2 separate regions of the Danio rerio genome follow, and region 1 is linked to region 2. The links are chromatin contacts, called in public Hi-C maps. All regions are on one chromosome and are shown on one strand. The core of a region is the stretch at or near the end of the contact, and the rest is flanking DNA. Distances in the headings are between cores, read along the strand shown.

Region 1 (5,991 bases), core at 1,106-3,605, 160 kb after region 2:
TATATCCTCTGTAATGCAAGTGTGTCACGGTCAATTGACTGTCCTGAACTTCAAATCTAAACAAACTCTGTCATAATAAACTCTTCAGATCGGCCAAATCTATTACACATGGTGCTGATGGTCTGCCTAAAAAAGTTGCATCACTATCCCAACTATAAAAGGCAGTGAACATAAAGTCATGTTTACCGAACGAGTTTTGACTACAGATCATGATACTGTTACATGTAAGTGATCGGTTAACCATAATAAGCACGTTCATACCTTCAAAAGATGTCAATAGGGTATAACTCCCTCATTCAGCTGATGAGTGAGGGAGATTTCATTAAAACAATCCAAATATGGTTTCTGACATCCAACGGAAAAAGAGAAAAGAAAAAGAAAACAACAAGTGGTTTACATCAGTGCCAACTCGGACCATCCTCCTGCCTGTGATAAGAGTATTTAACGGTTATTCCTCTGCTGACTCAGATAACAATGCAAAAAAAAGAGTCACAATTTGCATTGTTATCTCAAAAAACAGTGGTTCATTTAATTCTGAGTATCACACTTGGTGCCGCATCAGGGTTTTAAGGCACATACAATTTTAAACCGAGGAAAAATATCAAATTTGGTAAAATGAGATTCTTCCACTAAGATTAACCTTGCATAAAAAGTCACACTTAGCATTATTATTCCAATAAACAAACATTCATTTAATTCAGAGTATCACACTTGGTGCCGCATCAGGCTTTTTATGGGACATCCAGTATGATATCAGTTTTAAACTGAGCAAAGTTATCCAATTTGGTAATAAGAGATTCTTAAACTAAGATTAAAAATGCATAAAAAGTCACACTTTGCATTATTATTTCAATAAACAAACATTAATTGAATTCAGAATGTCATTTTTGGTGCATCAGGCTTCTGCATATAGTATGATTAACTCACAAACTGAAAACAAAACATGCAAAGTGGTGCAGCTGCTGATATTCATATGGCCAAAATGTAAGATGAAAGTGTTAATATTATACAACAGCTATTATTTCGTTTACTCAGATAACAGTGCAAAAAAGTCACAATTTACATTGTTATCTCAATAAACAGTGGTACATTGAATTCAGAGTATCACACTTGGTGCTGCATCAGGCTTTTATAGGACATCCAGTATGACTTCAGTGTTAAACTGAGAAAAAATATTCAGTCTGCAAAAATGAGATTCTTTTACTAAGATTACCTTTCATGAAAAGTCACACTTTGCATTATTTTGTCCAATACCAAAAGTTCATTGAAATCAGAATGTCGTTGTTGGTGCATCAGGCTTCTCACAAACTGAAAACAAAACATGCAATGTGCAGCTGCTGATATTCAATATGAGATGAAATTGTTGGTATTATAAATTATATTATACTATATTCTTCTGCTGACTAGGATAAAAATGCAAAAAAGTCACATTTGCATCTCCATCTGAATCAGTAGAAGTTCTTGTGATTCAGCTTTCAAATATTTCAATAAATAAACTGTTAAACCAGTTCACCTTTAAATGTCAACCTTCACTCAAAGCAAAAGATACGGAAATGTTTACACATTACACAAATAAACTTTTCACTGTATCTTGACACTTCGCTCATTTTTATTTTTAAACAACTACATATTTGGATCTCAGTGGGGTTAGGTTTAATGCACTGTATATTACTCATTAAAATACTAAATTATAAATGATAGTACAAATAAACCACTTTTGCATAATTAAACGTTTGCAAACTTCTGTTTCCAAATGTGCATAATGTGATCCAATAGTTTTAGACAGACTGCATGGTTTTCCCAATTCTTGTAAACGTGTGTGTGTGTGTGTGTGGGGGACACTCACCCAGGACAAGACAGAAGATGTCTAGTGCTATTAAAAGTTTCCTCTTGCTGTTGTTTACGCCGTTGTTATTTAACGTGGACGTTCCTCCGTTTCTAGTTTCGGGTGCCATCGCCTTCTCATACATATAGTTTTGCATTTGTTAGAGTTCCTTCTGATGTCTTTTTCCTAAAAAAAATCCCAGATATTTGTTTTGCACAGTGGTCTTGTCAGCAAAGGACGTGTCGTATATAAAGTTTAAAGAAGTTTCCGAAAAAAAAGAAAAAACAAACAAACAAAATAAAGAAAAAAAAAAACAACAACAAGTGGGAAGACGTCCTGGGAAGTTAATGAAAACACTGAGATGTCCCGTGCAATCAAGTCCACTCAACTTTTGTCGTCTGGTAAAGCGCGCGGTGTTTTTTGAGAAGCGGCTTTTCTTCTTCGCTTTCTCTGAATGATGCGGCGGTCAGTGAGTTGTGGTTTAGTTCTGTCGCTACGCTACTTGAAGGTCTGAATTGAGAGAGGCGTTTTAAAACTAGGAGATCAACTCCTGTTTATGAATCCTCCTTCGGTCTCCACCTCCTTCCCTTCAGCGAGCGTTCAGCCCCTTCCCCACTTCTGCTAACGTTATCCCGAAAGAGTCACGCTGAATGAAAGTGGAGAAGAGCGCTGGAGTAAACGCGGTCTCGAGTCGCACTCAGATACGGGCGGACACTGACTCCAGCGGACACTGCTGGAAACGCACTCTAGCCAGACCTTCGGACATGGGTTGGATGGATCTTTTACAGTCTATGGATGGAGCAGATAGGATGTGGGTTTAGATTAAAAAAATATAATTTCCTTTAATTTCCATGTTTCATTAATTTATTCATAATAAATGCAGAAAAAAAATCAGCACTATTTATGACTGAAGTAAATCAATCTTTCAATCTGTGATTTTGTTTGTAAAAACAACAACAACAACAATAATAATAATAATAATAATAATAATAATAATAATAATAATAATAATAATAAATAAATAAAATTGTAATACTAATAAAATAATAATAATAATAATAATAATAGAAAATATACATTAATAATAATAATAAGAAGAAGAAGAAGAAGAAGAAGAAGAAGAAGAAAAAGAAGAAGAAGAATGATGATGATGATGATGATGATGATAATAATAATAATAATAATAATAATAATAATAATAATAATTATTATTATTATTATTATTATTATGTTGTTGTTATACATAAATAAAATATTGTTTTTAAAATTTTAAAAACAATATTTTGAAATTTTAAAATTTCAAAGTTTCAAAATTTCAAAATAAATAAATATTAGTATATTTTATAATATGTAATAATAGTTTTAAAAATAAATTTATTATAATAATACTAATAATACTACTACTACTACTAATAATAATAATAATAATAATAAACTCCCGCACTATACTACATCTGACAGATGTTTTCACGCTTGCTTAATTCTTTCATTCTAGCTTTTCAACTCAAAACTTTGTATTTAAATTATAAACTGTTTATTCTTATATGTAGAATACTTTATTCATAAGCTTGCAAAGTGTATGCTAAATAAATTAACAGAAAGTCAATTAAATGTAAATTAAGGTCACATGTAAAGAACAGTACAATTCTGCACAAGAACCAATGTTTAAAACTGGAACTCAATTGTAGAAGTTCATCTTTTATCGTAAGACAACGATCCCACAAGAAAGATAAAATTACCATTTGACTAACCACAGAACAAAGAGGCAAATGGCCAACAGTGGCTCTGTCAGTGATCTGAAAACAATACAATATGTCAGAGACAATAAGACACCTGTGGAGCACAACAATCAGTTGAATTCCCCCCCCCCCCTCCATAATTTTCCTGCGACCTTAAATTTGTACTAACCATAAAATTATGGAGGTAGATGTATATTGAGCATATAAAAAATCTGTCAAGTCCTGCCTAAAAGAAATGATGATGAATTAGAGCCAACTGTTTGACTACAACTCAGCACTGATGAAACACTGCCACCTAGTGCTTACATGATCGTAATACACAGTGCTCAGCATTAATGAGTACACCTCATTTTGAAAAATGAATATTTTTATCAATTTCTCAGTGAATATAGCAGGCTAAGCATTGGCCGGTATAAGATTCTGACGGTATGATAACCCTGGATAAAAAAAATCACAGTTTCACGGTATTGTGATTACGGCTCTAAAATAGCCTATGTTCTTTTAAAATGTTTGGGTAAAAATCTAAAAATGTTTTGCCTTTGAAAACAATTTATTTTATTATAAGAAACATTTATAACATTCTAGAGCAGTAAACATGTCAGGCTAAATTATTAAAATGAATCATTGGCTTTCTGCTGTCTCCATTAGTTTCAAAAACACAGATTTAAATAAATTAATTTAAAACAACATCATTGGATTTTTTCGGCTAGAGATACTGTTTTCCTAAAAAGTCAATAAAATATCTTACTAATTAGGAATGGTATAGCAGCAAATTTTGACGGTTTTAAGACCTTGACTTTTCCAAACCAATGTATACCTTGAAAACGGTTATCGCCCCATGCCTATGGCAGGCCCGTTCTCAGCCTGGCGAAAAGTGTGGTTCTTTTTTTTCAAAAGATTGACCTTTTTATAGTTATTTGCTTTATTTTCGATAAATTTTTTATAATTAATATATAATTCATTTTTTTACATTTAAGCACCATTTTCTGCTTGATTAGCCTGTCAGATGGTTACCATAACCACAGTTTTTGATGTCTCAAAAATAGGAATCTGTTAACGTTTTAAATAATAATAAAAAAAAAATGTTGCCTATTGTAATTTATTAGATGAATAAAAAACTAGTCAGCACATATAACTTTGCCTTCTTCGATGGGCTATTATCATAAATTAATTATGGCATAGCAGTCAATTAGAACAAATGTGCTCATGTTTGGGACAAATTCTGGACCTTTGTCAGTGGCGGTTGGGTCTTTTGAACCACCTGAACCCCCTAGGGCCTGTAATACATTTTGGCGCATTTTAACAAAGCAGATTTCCTAATTACAAAATAACATTTTAGTCACTGAACATCTTTAAAGATAGAAATGTAATACATTTAAATTCAAGCAAAATATAGAGAAAAAAACTAGATTATTTTGACATATATATATATATATATATATATATATATATATATATATATATATATATATATATATATATATATATATATATATATATATATATATATATATAGTTTTAAAACTAATTTTTAATAACTGATTTATTTTATCTTTGCCATGATGAAGACAGTAAATAATATTTGACTAGGGGAGAGCAGGGCACAAAGTAACACTTTTTGGATTTGGTCAAATAATAAACAAAGTATTGGGGTTAGACAAACCATTTATTTATTTATTTATTTACCAAAAAAACACAAGCCTTTCCTAAAAATGAGCACTGAAAGTATGATCGCTGGACCTATGTTTTTTGTGCAGTGTTGCCAAAAGTCCCAGGAGTAAAAATGTTACTATTTACCCCACCTGTGGGGCAAGTTGTAACAGACAGAGTGTTAGTTGTAACGCATGCTTAAAAAGGCAGATTAAACACAATTAATTTAAATTTAGTTTACTTTTAATAGTAGCAATATTTTCTCAGTACCTCAATTATTATTTTTATTCTACATAGCACAGAATGTTTATTTATTTATTGGATAAAAACATTTGGATTTATTTGGATTATTTTCCATTATAATACAATTAATTTATTTGTAGTATTAGCAATAAAATATTTTTTTTGTCTATCAAAATAAAACAAAAAAAATTCTATTAAAAATAATTGTATTTAAAAAGTTCTCAACATTACACTTAAAATTAAAAAAAAAATGTGTGAGTTCAATTGGTGTCTAACAGTGTGTGGCTTAATTGTAACACTCTGTTACAACTAACCCCGCTGTGTCGTGTTTTATATATATATATATATATATATATATATATATATATATATATATATATATATATATATATATATATATATATATATATATATATATATATAGAGATTGTCTACATTTTACCCCGCTATCCCTTAGATATTTTTCAAAACAGTTCTATACAGCTTAAAGTGACATTTAAAGGCTTAACTAGGTTAATAAGGCAGGTTAGGGTA
Region 2 (6,110 bases), core at 903-3,402:
AACACAAAACAAAACTTTCTATCCGCAGCTCCTTCACGGGGCTCCACACTTGTAAACAATTGATCCATCGGGCTCGCAGTGAGAGTCATCAGTGCTACCAAGCCGACCAATCACAGAGCTTGTGCTATGGGTCGTTGCAATGTGTAGTTACATTTTTTGAGAAGTGTGCGTCAGAAATGCCGGCAGCCACGGAGTAGGGATATGTGTCAACACATAGGCTGCACCAGAGCATAAGTATGCACTTGACGCAGAAGTATAAATCAGCCTTTATGGGTGAGTAAAACAGGGCTATTCAATATTCTTATTGGACTACAGCCACTCTAAGCCCCAGTTTAGCACCAGCGTCACTGTTTTTGAACAGTAGCAAACCAAAAGGATTACTTCACATTATCGATGAGCAAAAGCGTAACGCAAAGAGGCGTTTCCTGCATCATAGCGCAAACTAATTCTTCAGCCAATCAAGGGCCCCCTTCTTTCGTGGGCCCTGGGGCTTCAGCCCCACCTAACCCATTATGTTAGTACGGCCCTGCAGATAGCATAGTGTGAGTGCACCCTATCTCAAAATTTACAAATTTTAAACCATTATGAGTTTCTTTCTTTTGTTAAACACAAAAGAAGATATTTTGAAGAAAGGTCAAAAAAAGTTACCATTGACATCGATTGTAGGCAAAAAAAATAGTCCATGGGTGTATTTGTTTGAAAGGGTGAGTACATAAAGTTAGGACATTTGTTTTTAGGTGAACTTCCCCTTTATTGCTGTTTTATACCTACTGTATAAGTTTTCTAGAACTTTTTATCCTATTTAAATCCATTATTGTGTTTTACTATTAAAAAGCGCATTAAATTAGGAGTTTATAGAGGCCAAAGTTGAATGTTCTGAATGGATGTTCATCATACTAAAGTCTCACCAACCACTCCTGTAAACACATTTTGTGTATTTACCTACACTATGTATCATTAGTTTTACTCTTTAAAACGTTGTTATAATGTGTAAAGATTGAAGATAAAGTTGATTTTAATAACTGGCCCATGCAGTAGTTTGACAGCTTGCTACGAGAATTCCTTTCAGATATTATGGTCTCTATTTTAAATCTAAAATTATGAAATTCCACATGTAATAAACCATGCAGTTTCCTCTGTATAGTGAGCCAGTAATCAGTAACACCATCTGATTATGAAAACAGAAAAACTGGAAAGAATATCAAGATCTTAAGGTCAAACATTTCCCTCATGTCTGACAAATACAATATCTCATAGTAATGAATATCATATTGTCCAAATTAAAACCCCAAATGCAGTACCCAGAGCAGCCACATGGCGGAGCATCCCATTGCAAATATTCTTTATGAACTCAATGATACCGAGAGTTTGTGCTTCCCTTCTAATACTATTAATCGTCCATCCCTAAAAACAAGGTCATTTCGTTCAACTGTCAACTGGTGAAAAAAGAAAATAATAAAAGCATGATGTGGGATCTAAATGTTTGCTTACTTTGAATGCATGAGAAACTGATGTTTATGAGAAGACAACAAAAGCTGTAATCTGACCTGAAGCTGTTTTGACTTAGAAGTTGTTTTTGTTTTGTTTCTCAGTGAGCCCGGTAGAGAAAAAGAAAAATACAAGCTTTAATTAGTTTTAAAATCTTCGCTTGAGAGTTCCAGTATGTTGTCTTTGAACAATGATGTTTCTGGGGAGTTTACAACTGATGCCAAAGACACAAATGCAGACCATATGCAGCATGTGAATTTGGTTACATGCACAGTGTATGTGTGTGTGTGTGTTTGTTTTCTTTCTTCTCTTCATCAGTTTATGACACTAGGGGAAGTTCACAAGCTTCTACGAAAGGCTTTTTTCATATATATAATAATAGCCACAAAGAAATGAAAAAATCGAACTGTGTGGCTGTAAACACAAATTCTGCATGAATACGCAACTTAAGATCAGTGCAATCTGGATAATGAAAACCAAACTAAAAAAGCAGTTCACACCAAACTGAAAACTGACATCATTTACCTTTGTCCTGTTCCAGATGATTTTTTTTCGCTGTTGTTCAGTGAAGCTCAGAAGAAAAAGAAAACAAGATTTTTAGCAAAATGTCTATCCTGCTTCTTTCCAAAAGGTATTTGTTCACACCAGGGCCAGAGTGTGACTTCTGTTCACCCCGGAGTTTCAAGCCTTAGACCGGCCCAACTCAGTTCACGACTGACTAAATTAAAATAACATGATTTCCAATTAGTGTTTCTAATGACACTTATGTTTTTTTGAGGACACATCTGCTTTAAAACTTCATATTTTTTTCGTTAATATGAGAACATTAAAGGGTAGCTAAATCACCAACACTATTCTTTAAAACAACACAATGTCCTTTCCTGCAATGTCTGAATATATATTAAGTGCAATTTTTTTTATAGATATCCAGTCCTTTGTAATGGTGGTCACAAAAACAAAATAAAAATAAAATATGTACACCCATATAAGTAACCCAAATAGTATTATATGCCTTAACACCTAAAAAAATGAAAAAGGTTTGAACTCGAGTCGGCGACCACAATGAAATAAAAATAAAAAGAGTGAGGCTATGGTCAAAATAAATCAAATGAATAAATAAATGAAAAAAGCGAGACTGATGAGAGCAGGGACACCGACCCTTGCGGCCAAAAAACTAACCGGACCACCGGGAATTCTCCCAGTCCTCCCGATTAGACAATCCGGGCCTGGTTCACACCTGTAGTTTGGTTTTCTTTATTATTTGTTTATTTTATTATTTTTAGTACTGTTTAATTCACTCAGCACAGACACTGTCACTTTTAAAATAATACGAGCATGACATGTAAAAAAGGAGCCTTAAAAGTGTTAAGCCTGGTTTATACTTCTGCATCAAGTGACCGGCGTAACCCACTAGCTGTGCATTTATACTTCTGCGCGCTGTCTCTGTTTGGTCTGCATTAACACTTCTGAAATGCTAGTTGGCAGTGAGCTGTTAATGTTCCTCTGTGTCGAGTTTCTTCGCTGCTGGTTTGCTTTTCCTGAACACTTCCGGGATGTACAAGTGACTCAAACTCACTCATTTTGAGGCAGAAACTGGCAAAAATGCAACAACCTTAACTATGAGGTAAACACAAAACAAAACTTTCCATCCGGAGCTCCTTCACGGAACTCCACACTTGTAAACAATCCCTCCATCAAGCTTACACCATTTAAGTGGCTCTCAGTCCTGCCCAGACGTCAGTGCTACCAAGCCGACCAATCACAGAGCTTGCGCTACACGTCGTTGCGACGTGTGGTTTACATTTTTTGAGCGAAGGGCTATGCGTCAGCGCCGTGGCATACGCTGACATTTGACGCAGAAGTATAAATCAGCCTTTAGTCAAACACAAATGGATGTCTGCTTCTTGGAGACATGCTTCTGACTCCCACTGAACTATAATGGGCAACATTACGACTATGATGAGGAAACACAGATATGGTTGAGCTTTCTGAAGGATTTATGGTCTCATCTTGTGGTGCGCGTCGTTTTTCATTCACTTAGATGTATTTGGTCTGTATTGCTTTCATATTTCAGTCAACTCACAGCAGAGTTTATATGGAAGGGGACATCTTTCAGAGATCTCTCCAACATGGGCTCATTCTGAAAATGTAGCCCTATATACATTTCTGAAGATCGCAAATTATGCAGCTAGAATGACAAGGCGGTATGATGTCATTACTTTTCGGGCTTACCAGCTAACCACTTACCTCTGTTTGGACGGCTTTCCTGCCATTACCAGTTTGTCCAGTTAGCTCGCCATGTATGTTGGCAGATATGAGATGCAGAGAGGAGTTGACCACGATGACGGGGTTTGAGTCTGGCGAAGCACGGTTCCAGAAAGCAGGTAAAACAAAAACAGAATTCCAAAAATAAAGTAAACAAGTAAATAACAGAGTGAGAATGTGGTAAAATCTGAAAATGTGGTAAAAATCAAGTGAGGGTTTTGCATTTTCTGGATTGCCGTCGGTTAATTTAGGGGAGTGGGTGGGTCAATTGGTGTTATTGAAAACACTATTGGTTGGGTTTGGGGAAAGAGGAGGGTGTGTCAGTCGATCGGTCAGTCAGTCAGTCATTCAGTCGACAGCAACCTCTGGTGGATTGACGTGAAAACAGCAGGTGTGAATGGCACTTGCAAGAGAAATTTGAGATCTGAAAAAGCATACACATCGACCTCTGGTGGGTTTGCAAAAACAAAAATTGCAAAAAAAAAAAAAAAAAAAAAAACTCCTGGGATGTATTTTGCGATCTCCAGAAATGTATATTACGGTACATTTTTAGAATGAGCCTGGGTTGGGTCTCTCTCTGTCCACTTGTTGCAATTCAGGGCTCAGATGTTCTTATTCAAATGAACCAACATGCGCAAAAGGAGCTAACAGCATAATCACACCAGATTATTTTAAATTTTAAATAAACCAAATCTGCCCACAAGTCCTTACAGTAAATGCATATGAAGAAGGGGGAGCAAACAATATAAAAGTCGTCCATTTAATGGAAGTGCCACATTCCAAAATAAGTAGTAATATTTGCTGCTACATGTGAATTAACTACTTTTGATTCAAATCTTTTTTCCAGTTACCTAATTCACAGCTGTGTAATTCTTCAGTTAAAAGTAATCCAGTTTTCAAATTAACTTACTGCTTCAATGATAAATGTAATTAATATGAATGGTTAATAAACTTGTTTTGTGAAAATAAAGCAATAAACATTACATTACCAAATGTTTTGGGACTTCCCTCTAAATCAGGGATTCTCAACACTAGTGGGCCTCAACGATCCTGCAGGTGGGCCGCGAGATAACTTAAATTTTACTTTACTATTGTACCATAATTATTTAAGTTCATGATTAAATATGTTTTAAATAAAATTAAATGGTGTAATGGCATTTTCCATTTTCTGTTATTGATTACTTCGGACTGTGCAAAAAGAGCCTCACAGTAAATTACAAACTTAACCATGGCTGGCTACACTTCCAACCGCTGCAAGTCAACTAGGACTACATGCTCAGCTGTATTAAAAAAAAAACTATAATGCAAATGTAAAGGTAACGATTATTAGAGTTATAACCAGTTTGCGCATGCCTCATGTCTGCGACTTGTATCAGAGTTGCACATCTCAGTTGATTCACCAACTATGTATGCTCTCTTTGTGTGAAATTTTTAGAATTTCAGCATAGTTGTCCAAATTAGTGTTTTATAACTCGAGTGTGTGTGTTTTGTAACAGACGCGAACCCAAACAGGAGGATCTAGCTAGACTAGGTGGTCAGATCGAAGTGTTTCATCAGACTTAGAGTGTTTTTATTTTATTTTACTTTTTTTGTTTTGTTTATTTTATAAAATACGATCAACAGATGCAAAGTAGTCAGTCCAATTCAAAGCAGCAGCTTTTTTGTCATCTTTGTCCTGTACAGGTTTATTATTAAAGAATAGGCCCAAATACTATATATATATATATATATATATATATATATATATATATATATATATATATATATATATATATATATATATATATATATATATAATTTTCAAAATTATGTTTAACGGAGCAAGGAAATTTCCACAGTATGTCTGATAATATTTTTTCTTCTGGAGAAAGTCTTATTTGTTTTATTTCGGCAAGAATAAAAGCAGTTTTTACATTTTTTAAAAACCATTTTAAAGGTCAAAATTATTAGACCCTTTTAAGCTATATTTGTTTTTGATAGTCTACAGAACAAACCATCATTATACCAGAACTTGCCTAATTACCCTAACCTGCCTAGGTAACATAATTAACCTAGTTAAGCCTTTAAATGTCATTTTAAGCTGTATAGAAGCGTCTTAAAAAATATCTAGTCAAATATTATTTACTGTCATTATGACAAATATAAAATAATTCGGTTATTAGAAATGAGTTATTAAAACTTTGACTCATATTACAAATGTTCCAGGAAGTTTATATTGAATTTGTCTGCATATGTCCCAGGTGTGGTTTTAAGGCTGACTGTCAATAACACACACGCAGTCCATTCTAACTATTTTGCACTTTCCTTATATGAACAGTAGGAAGCAGACAGAAAGAGAAATGGTGTGGCAGACTAGC

Evidence for each region. Hi-C and Micro-C count contacts between places; a contact is called where the count stands out from the background.
Region 1: a contact with region 2 is called in a Hi-C map of hematopoietic stem cells, with 5 times the contacts expected there. The contact joins the promoter of plpp3 here to the enhancer-like site in region 2. A contact is called at or near these places in 5 of 18 Hi-C or Micro-C datasets (caudal fin, embryo, hematopoietic stem cells and 1 more) and 3 of 4 datasets of contacts at active chromatin or transcription factors (caudal fin, embryo and gastrula embryo).

The regions. Positions count from the first base shown.
Region 1 is chr20:8,212,515-8,218,505 of GRCz12tu, forward strand. plpp3 (phospholipid phosphatase 3) reads right to left here and starts at 2,356. Exons shown (of 6, transcript XM_003200678.7): 1 at 1,847-2,356. The coding sequence starts at 1,982.
Region 2 is chr20:8,056,794-8,062,903 of GRCz12tu, forward strand. No RefSeq gene overlaps it. Among named protein-coding and RNA genes, the nearest start is that of plpp3, 160 kb to the right of the region's middle. Within about 2 kb of position 2,153, at least 3 of the 62 cell types and tissues checked have an H3K27ac peak or open chromatin away from gene starts, as enhancers often do.